Linked DNA regions of Lactuca sativa: region 1 is linked to region 2. A link is a contact called in public Hi-C data. All regions are on one chromosome and are shown on one strand. The core of a region is the stretch at or near the end of the contact, and the rest is flanking DNA. Distances in the headings are between cores, read along the strand shown. Region 1 holds the start of LOC111884956 (nucleolar complex-associated protein 3). Region 2 holds the start of LOC111884965.

Region 1 (4,500 bases), core at 1,591-4,090, 350 kb before region 2:
AACAATTTTTGTTCTTATTTGAGGTTTTGTAACGTTTTGGCCCGTGTTCCAAGTTAAATGACTGTATTTTGGGGACCAAATTTGCAGAAATCAGCAATACTCAGGGACCAAATATAGTCATTTAGTGAAAACACAGATCAAAAACATCGCACGAACTTCAAATAAGAACCAAAATTGAAAAAGAACACTTTCCAGGACCAAAATTTTTAAAATCAGCTATACTTAGGGACCAGAAATGTAATTTAGTCTTTCATTTAAGACTAGCATTTCTTTGTCAGAGAGACTAAATCCTCAACAAAATGCAAACATAAGGACAGCTTCAGGAACATTTCAAAAAATGGACCAAACTTGCGATTTTGAGTAAAGGAAGAGGACCAAACTTGTAATTTACTATAAGATCTATAAAATATATATAGAAGCAAGCACATGAATAATTACCTCAACAGAATCAGGATGTAAATCACAATCATGGGCTTTTACAAGATTAGCAATAAGTTGAACAGCCTCCACGGTAACTTCACCACCATGTTTTCCCTCATTTGTGAAAAGTGACTTAATTGTGTTGCAACACAGTTTTCTGTTCACATGTGTAGTACCATTTTGATGAGCCAAAAGAAAAAGGGTAATAACGGAAATACAAAAAACAACATAAAAAGTCAAAGTAAAAAACCTTATGACATCATCTGTGGAGCTTATATTCTTCATAACAATTCCCAACAAACTTTCACAAAAATTGAAACGTGGGTTTGCCTCCAAAAGTGTACAAATGCAACGAATGGCTACACGTTTAAAACCAGCTACTTTTTCTAATCCCATTAACTTTTGAAGGTATGCCTATTGATATTCAACCAAATAAAACATTATTATTTATAATAGGTTAATAACCATAAATAGCTAAAAACAATGTGTATCAAAAACTCAAAATCAAACCTTGTACACAGTTAGAAGTGTGGATTCATAGAAACGGGTTTTCTTGACATCCTTTGACACAACCATTGCTAGCTCTTTATCAGTAGGTAGCCTAATTCGGTTTCTGTTTTCCACAATGATAGATAGTTAGAGATTAAAATAACATTAATACAAGCTAATAGCATTTATAAATTTATAAATAAATATATTATATACCCAGGGATGATGTCTTTGAAAACAGCTAGCAAAGATTTTAGACCTAGTATTGATATAGCTGGATCTCCATCTTTACATAATTGCAGCATTTCTTTTAAAGATTTTATATTGCCTTCAGGATCTGTGAGCATTGATGTTCCAAGCTCAGCAAGCCTAAATTTCTTCTTCTCATTGGATTCTTCAACTGAGAGATCTTTTTCCACCTCAGCCTAGATAATAAAATATATATAAAATAGTTACATGATTGAAGGGTTGAAACAAGAGAAACAATTTATAGCAAATTAAGTTACCAAAACTTCAGCTTGAGAGGTTTGTTGCACTTCCTCCACTTCTGTTACTGGTGTCCCTTGTTTCTTTGCCTCTTTCCTCGACTTTTTAAGTTTCGCCCTTTTTTCTGCTTTTGTCAACTTCATAACACCATTGTCATGGGCTATATCATCATTTTCACCCACAGTTTCATCCTCGATTTGTGCATTCTTAAAATTATTTGGGCCCTTTGACACTACATAAAAATGTGAAACAGAAAAGTCTAAAAATCTTGATTCTTAATTTACCAATGTGTAAAAGCAATGCTAAGATCCAGACTTCCAGTTACCTTTTCTGTAATAGACTTCTCCATCTAAGGTCTTAACTGGGAGAGCATCTACAGGATCAACTTCAAGTTGTGTATTGTCAGTAGCTAATGACTTTTTCCTCGATCGTTTTTCATACAAAGACTCAAGAGCATCTTCTTTCACATCAGCAACACGATTGATATGTCTATAATGAATAAAATTATTAAATGAAACAATGAGCACATGTTATGAAAGCATAAAGACTGAACGTGTTTAGTTATTCACCTAGTAATTGACTGGGTATCCAGTTTTGATACAAAGCCAGCATACTCTTGGTTTTTATTGACAAAATCTAAGTCCTCATCTGAGACTTCAATTTCATCCTCAGGCACATCTGGTGGAAGCTCTGGTGGTAGCACCACTTTCTGTTTCTGTTTCTTCTTCCCCATTATTTGATATGGCGTTAAATTGTTGTCTTAATAGTCCTTCACAAAAGAATCAGCATACTAGTTTCAGTTTCAGTTTCAGTTTCATGTAGCCTCACTGAAATTGGTTACAGTTTTAAAACAGCTGTAATAAAGATGCAAATGTTGCATATAATACCTATAAAGTTCAATGTGGTTGGTTATCAATTACATGTTGAAGATTCGTCGAAATAACACCAAGCATAAGAGTAATCTAAACAAATATTGTCCTTTTCCTTAACTGAGCTTAAGGAAATACACTAATTGAGTTGACAAAGAACAGCTGGGTAACTAATTGTTTCGTAACCATTATTCAGCATATAAACATAACGAACAGATTAATTGAAGAATAATCACGAAACAATAACAAAACTCAAACATAAGCAATCATACAAACACCCAAACTTAATCATAAAATGGTACAGTTTGTAGTAGTAAACCCAAAGCATGAAAACCAACCGAGTTCTCGTATCAAATCGAAGTTCTGAAATCTTTTCGGTGCGTTTCGTGAGTAGCTGTAGCGAAGAAATGAAGACGTACCTGTTAATGGCGGGGGTTCCTCGACGGAAGAATCGGAATTGGGGTTTAAGCAAAACCCCCAAATCCAAAAACTAACAATAATAAATACGTTAACCTAATATACACATGTAAAGTCCAATGGGCCAAATTTTGATGCTGGGTGGGTCCATCGATTTGGTTATGGATCCAAACAACAAACTTTTATATGGTTCGGGCCAAAATTTTCTTTTTTCTGTCAAATATGATTATAGAGATTATATTGGACTTTGTTTTTAGTAGAGCGTTTAAAAACTTGTAAATTTTTAAATACTTAACGAATGAAGTGGACAATATGATCTCTCATTTTGGGCTTAAACATCCAACCTTTTGCAATAGATATGAAGGTCGGATATTAAATTAATGTTTCAATAAGTATAAATGTATAATCCTTATAAATGATGAAATTTATTAAATAGTATTTGATAACAAGTGTTTGAGATTTTTTAATGAATATTGATTGCGTCTTTTTAATATTACATATAATATCTCATTCTCAAGATATTCAATGAATTTCCCCTCTTTCATGTGAAACTTCAAATATTTCAATTTATAAAATTGTTGTTTTATTACTACACTCCATCACTTCCTCCAAACATAAGAAATTTTGATTATATTTTAGAATGATTGTTTCATATTTGACGTTACTATGCAAAAGGATAAACACGTTTTTATCTGTTTTAGGAGGAATCTGATATTAAAGATGGCATATCTTAGTTGTGGAGTAAAATCATTGGCTTGATTATTTTAACTTTTTTTATAGGATTGTGTATCGTTGATTGAATATGAGTTGATGGAATTGTTTTTTGTTGCCATTTATTACATTTAATTGTTTTATACATTTTATGAAATTGGAGCTTCTTGTTGTTGGATTTATCTTTTGCTTTGTGATTATTTGTACCAGTAATCATTTGTTTGTATATTTCGCTTTGGGTTTTAATTTTCAAATAAATCTACTCAGTTTGCAGTTCTTAGAGGAACAAGCATTTATGATCCAGATAATTTCTTTAAGTTAAGGTATTATTTCTCAATTTCTCTGCATATCATTTCTCAATTTGACTGTTTGTGCGACTATGTTTATGTTGCAATCTTTCATATTAATGGGTCAATTATGAAATTCTTGGTTATATGCATGCTTAGTGGTGGTTTGAGTTTCATTGTGTTAGGTTTGGTATATATTTTCATTGGAGATAATGTCCAAAGTCATTAACTATTGGTAATATTTCTAAATAATAATTATCTCCTTTTTGGTTGACCTCATGACACAATTAGCAATAAGGAAATGAAAAAAAAAGTTATTAATTTATTAAGTAATTAATAAATTAAAAGAGAATTATTTTCGTAATTAGCTAAAAGGATTTAATTAATTAAAAGGCTTGAATATTAATTAGTTCTAAAGATTAATTAGAATATTCTAGAAGCCTCTTTGAAGAAGATGGAATGGAATTAAGGATATATATTCTTTTATATGATGGGTTTTGATAAGGATAAGGATTATCCTTAGGAATCTGACTGGCTTAATGATTTAACTGGAGCCTATAAATAAAAGGCTTAGGATCAAACCCAAGGGCATCCTAACTCCTAATTTCCGTTCACCTTCTATCCTATATCTCCATGAGGTCAAAATTTATATCCTCTCTCTTAGGATATAGAAATTTCGACTTATTCCTCATTGGGATTTTCCTTGTTTGCTTATTAGAGTCTTGGTTCTGACTACATTAAAGGGATTCTCCTTTGGATCCTTCATCATTTGCAAGAGTTGTCAGTTACATGGTCTAAAGATCAAGAGGTTAGTGTTCTTA
Region 2 (4,842 bases), core at 612-3,111:
CAGAACATTATCAAAAGTCCACTACTAAATATCTGTAACGAAAAGCCATAATTAATGTAAGATGAAATGTCACAAACTTTTCCTACTCATCATCTGATGTGCTCAGCACATAAATAATTCCAAACAAACTAAATAAAATAAAATAAAACTTAACATCACAATCATGAATCTCATCAGAGAAAGTATGTGAATTTCATCATGAGTTATTTTCTTTTAGGATTTAAGGTGATAAATATAAAGTTTAAAAAGAAGAAATTAAAATATCCTTCACAATGTGTACATAGAGGATTGATTTTCTTTATAACTAAATCAAAACCTATTTCTCCCCTCCCCTGTTTTCTATTTTATCATTTACAAGAATATTAGTTAATTAAAATTTAAAGTAAAATTACTAACTCATATCATATATCTTAATATCATATGGAGATGTTAAGATCGATTCGTGGTTTCTTCATGGATGTAGGTGAAGGAACAGTCATATTGCAACGAGGACATCTAGGGTTGCTACGTGAAATAAGCACATACAGCAAGCAACTAGGGCATCCAGCAGCATAAGCCTGAGAAGATCGTTCGTTATCATCATCATCATCGATAATCATGGTTTCTTTCATGGAGGATGAAGAATTTGAGGTAGGAGATGAACATGACTTTGAGGTTGAAATTGAAACTGATCGTTTCTTGAATGTTTCTCTTTCTGCTCGTTCAAGTGCGAATTTGACTTTATCAAGAGTGCAAACACTTCTGTAAGCAGGAGGTGATGATGATGATGATGATAAATTGACAAGGTTGAGATCTAAGCTTGAATCATCGAACAGGTTTAATGGTTTTTTTGAAGATGGAGGAAAGTTGAGGTCCTGAAGCTTTGATACTGTTTGATCGTTGTGGTTCTGGTTTTGATCCGATGATGAAGAAGATGTGTTGGGTGATTTGCATCTCTGGAGATAAACTTTCCCTGACTGAAAAGTAATTCATCATCAGTTTGAATCGATTACATGAATAAAAAAGTAAGTATATTTGGCATTAATGGAATCAACAAATGGATAACTACAGAGTTATTACTGCATCAGAATTCAGAAACAAGTACACATCAATGACTGCCATTAATGTTGCATTCCTAACAATCTGCCCCTACTAATTACGAACTACACTTTCCAAACGTTTTTATATTAATAAATTGGAGTGCATCATTAATTGCTCTTCAAACCTTGTTCATACATGCACAGAAATGAATGACTACAAACAATTCATATAATTTTAGAATCCATAATTTAATGAAAACGATCGTTCCTCATTCCACATGAAACATTTACCAATACCTTTTTTAAATTACCACGAAATAGAAAACCAATCGTCTCTGTTAAATTAGGTCAGAATTCATTCCAATTGGTATTCATATCAGCAAAAATGGCATGATTAACAAAACAAAACAAAACGATGATTAATGATCGATTGATAAATTAAAGATAGAGAGCTAGAACTTAAAAAAAGCTTGAAGTAGAGTAAAATTAGGTCTGAATTCTGAAACAAGTAAAGTAGATATAATTCACCTTTAAATCGAGACGTTTTTCAAATCCGGAAGGAACATGTAAGTCGAGGTCCAGTTCCTTGGAGGAATCATGGTCGCAACCACCACCGCCTCCGAGCAAGTCACGAGTAATAAGAGCCGTTGATTTAGAATCATTCATTATTCCTTGCTGCTGATTCATTATCGTACACAGATATGTTACGTCGGTGACCATTCCTTTTCCAATGAAGCTAAACAAACAGGTCGGAGAGATACGGCGGAGATAGGGCGGAGGAAGTTGAAGATAGGGCGGAGAGAGAGAGAGAGAGGGATTGAATTTGGGAATGAATAATGTAGTCCGTTACATGTGTCTATATAGGGGAGGGTGGAAGAGAGGAGACCATAATTATTGCTAGTAAATTTGCAATTAATGAATACCTTCTCCCTCGTATTATTATTATTGATCAAATATTAAAATCTACTCCAACCATTAACTACATTAGATATGTTTTTTATTTTCGTAATAAAGTATAACACATCATCTATAAATATAACATTTAACACCTATAACATAATAAAAAAAATTAATAATAAATAAATGTAATACGTGACAAAATAATCGTGCTAATTAACGGGTTAAAATGAGTTTGGGTTACAATAAATAATTTAATGTACTACTTGAAGCATGCCGGTTTGTATTGATAGAGGTACATCTAATATGTAATATAGACTTAGTATGTTAATCAAGACTAATGATTTGTGGGTGAGTGGGGTGTGTGTTGGGAGGGGGGGGGGGGGGGGGGTGGGGGGGGGGAGGGGGGGGGGGGGTTCTTGGAAATTAAACTATATGGTATGACTTTTTCATATTTCAAGTTTTCTCAAGTTTTCTCAATGGGACCTAAAATTTAAGTTGTGGTTATTAAAATAAGAGTCGTTCCATCTTTTGTGACTTTAGATTAAAACATAAGTGATGGTCATTTGTGAGTTTTTAGAAGTATTAATGTTTTTCCTTATTTTCATCTGAATGATTCTTGAGAGAAGAATGAGAGAAATTATTTGTTTTTAAGGAACAAATGTGATTTTATTGTTGGATATTTTGATCTAGTTGAACTGTTGAACTCTTCGCTCAAAGGACCCTCCTATGATATATTCCTTGATTATATGCTTAACATGAGTTCCAAGGTTTAGAAATGGTGAAATCTTCATGAAAGAATTAAGTGGTTCAAGTAAAGTTAGTAAGGTGATAGAACCTAGATTACAATATCTTATATTCACTCAACTAAAGAAACCCATATCAGTTAAGAGTGAAGCTTCTTTTCGAGTTTTAAACTTCATCCATAGAGAATGAATATTTTGATTCTTGTTAATTAAATAATTTGTGATATAAAAGGGTTAGGTAAATTTTTTGAACTAGTTTACTATGTGAGTGGCATGTGTAATTCTAAATGGGGATTGAAACACTTTATGGTACAATTCAAGGTTTATTTTTTTTTTGGATACACCTTTGATTATTAATTGGTTTCCACTGATTTTTTTTCTTTGTACAATATCTAACACCCTACATCTTATCATATTATTGATTATCATATTATTGATTAGCAAACAAAAATATAATATTATTGTAAATTGTAATAATGTAATGTCCAATAAGAAAGCCATGTCCACCATACAATAAAAATGTAAACTACTCCAAACATGGGTTAAAAAACCATCACAATGTCATTGATAAGTCAATATAAATAAAGTTATCCATGATCTAAGAATTTAGATTAATAAGAAAGCCATGTCCACCATACAATAAAAATGTAAAGTAGTCCAAGCCATGGGTTAAAAAAACCATTACAATGTCATTGAGAAGTCAATATAAATAAAGTTATCCATAATCTAAGAATTTGGATTTTCTAGACATGAAGATGAGTCATGTATGTATATCAAAGCTAGTGGGATTATTCACGCTTTCATGAGAACATAAACATGATAACTACCTATGTTGCACCTGCGATCTGGCCAATTCTTGAATTCTTCCTGTCATCCAAAGGAAACTCGACCGAAACTGACGAAACCTCATTAAGAAAACTCCATAACCCCTAGCACTTTGACGATAGCCTGCTACCCTTTCCTTCCTGCAAGAAAGACCGAACCAATAGCCCTACATACTTGAACCGTATATTCTTCTAAAATACAACGTAGAAACCTGAAGTCAAACTGTTTCATGAACCTCTAATCAAAATACCTGGTTCTCCCCCAGTTAGGGTTTATACTACCACCGACTGTTGTCCACAATTATCTAAATCTTGAACCTACCCAACTGATATATTTCATCCTTGATTTCTAGAGTGCCTAAAACAAAAGAAATGAACCTTTATGATAACTATCAGCCAACTCCAAGGAAACTCTGAATCTCAGATGGAGACCTCAAAACCTCCCACTACATAAATTCCTTGATCTTGTTTGTGCCGACCAAGATGCCATTTTGGTTGACGAGGTATCCAAAGAACCGAACTTTCACGCAACCAAGACTCGCATATGAAGAATTTGGCATATAACCTCTCCATCTTCACAACTTCAAGAACATCTTGTTGGTGTTCAAGCAATAACTATTACAAACCCAATAAAACACTAATTCTTTGGCTATAAATAAATGGTCTAGCTACACAACTCGTCCACAAATTCCCATCAAACAACTCATCATAATCATACAAAAGGAATCATTCTCATAACTAAATCACACTAGTGACAACGATAGTTGTTGGTCCCAAAATTACCCCTCCAGATCACGTGGAACAATCAGCTTGGTCATGATCCATCTGATTATGAAAAAACATACCCTTATTTCCCCCATTTATGGCTCTGAGTGAAAATACTCTCTTGCCCAAGTTTGGAACATCTTGATGGAACCGAACTACAAGAACCCTCTTGAGCATTCCCACACTTTTGCGGCAACTACAACTAACTAGATCATCCAAAAAAATATCTAAGTCTTATACCTCTCACTTCCGGTGGTGCTTGAACCTGTACATACTCTCTCGCCCCTTGCAATGTAACACCCGTGTTCCAGATTGGTTAAGCTTACTTTTATCAGGGACCAAAGATGAAGTTTTGGGGGAAACCCAGTATCACAACGTAGTGCAAGGATGCCCATGACGTGGAACTAATTAAATGGATTGTGCGTCTTAGTGAGCCACCATGGTGTGGCCAAAGATGGCCACGACAAGGTAGTTGTTCCAGCCCAAGCCCATGATTCTTTTAGGGTTTGCTTCATATTTAAACCCCTCTAAGAAACATTTAGGGTTCATTACCAGCCTCCAACACCCCTATACCTCAAAGAAACCCTAACT

Evidence for each region. Hi-C and Micro-C count contacts between places; a contact is called where the count stands out from the background.
Region 1: a contact with region 2 is called in a Hi-C map of leaf, with 6 times the contacts expected there. The contact joins the promoter of LOC111884956 here to the promoter of LOC111884965 in region 2. A contact is called at or near these places in 2 of 4 Hi-C or Micro-C datasets (leaf and seed).

Annotation. Positions count from the first base shown.
Region 1 is chr7:199,663,297-199,667,796 of Lsat_Salinas_v11, reverse strand. LOC111884956 (nucleolar complex-associated protein 3) reads right to left here and starts at 2,840. Exons shown (of 13, transcript XM_023881259.3): 1 at 2,684-2,840; 2 at 1,965-2,164; 3 at 1,721-1,884; 4 at 1,416-1,627; 5 at 1,126-1,334; 6 at 931-1,033; 7 at 671-834; 8 at 439-577. The coding sequence starts at 2,128.
Region 2 is chr7:199,310,716-199,315,557 of Lsat_Salinas_v11, reverse strand. It overlaps LOC111884965, which reads right to left and starts at 1,861. Exons shown (of 2, transcript XM_023881273.3): 1 at 1,548-1,861; 2 at 184-956. The coding sequence starts at 1,739. The coding sequence ends at 417.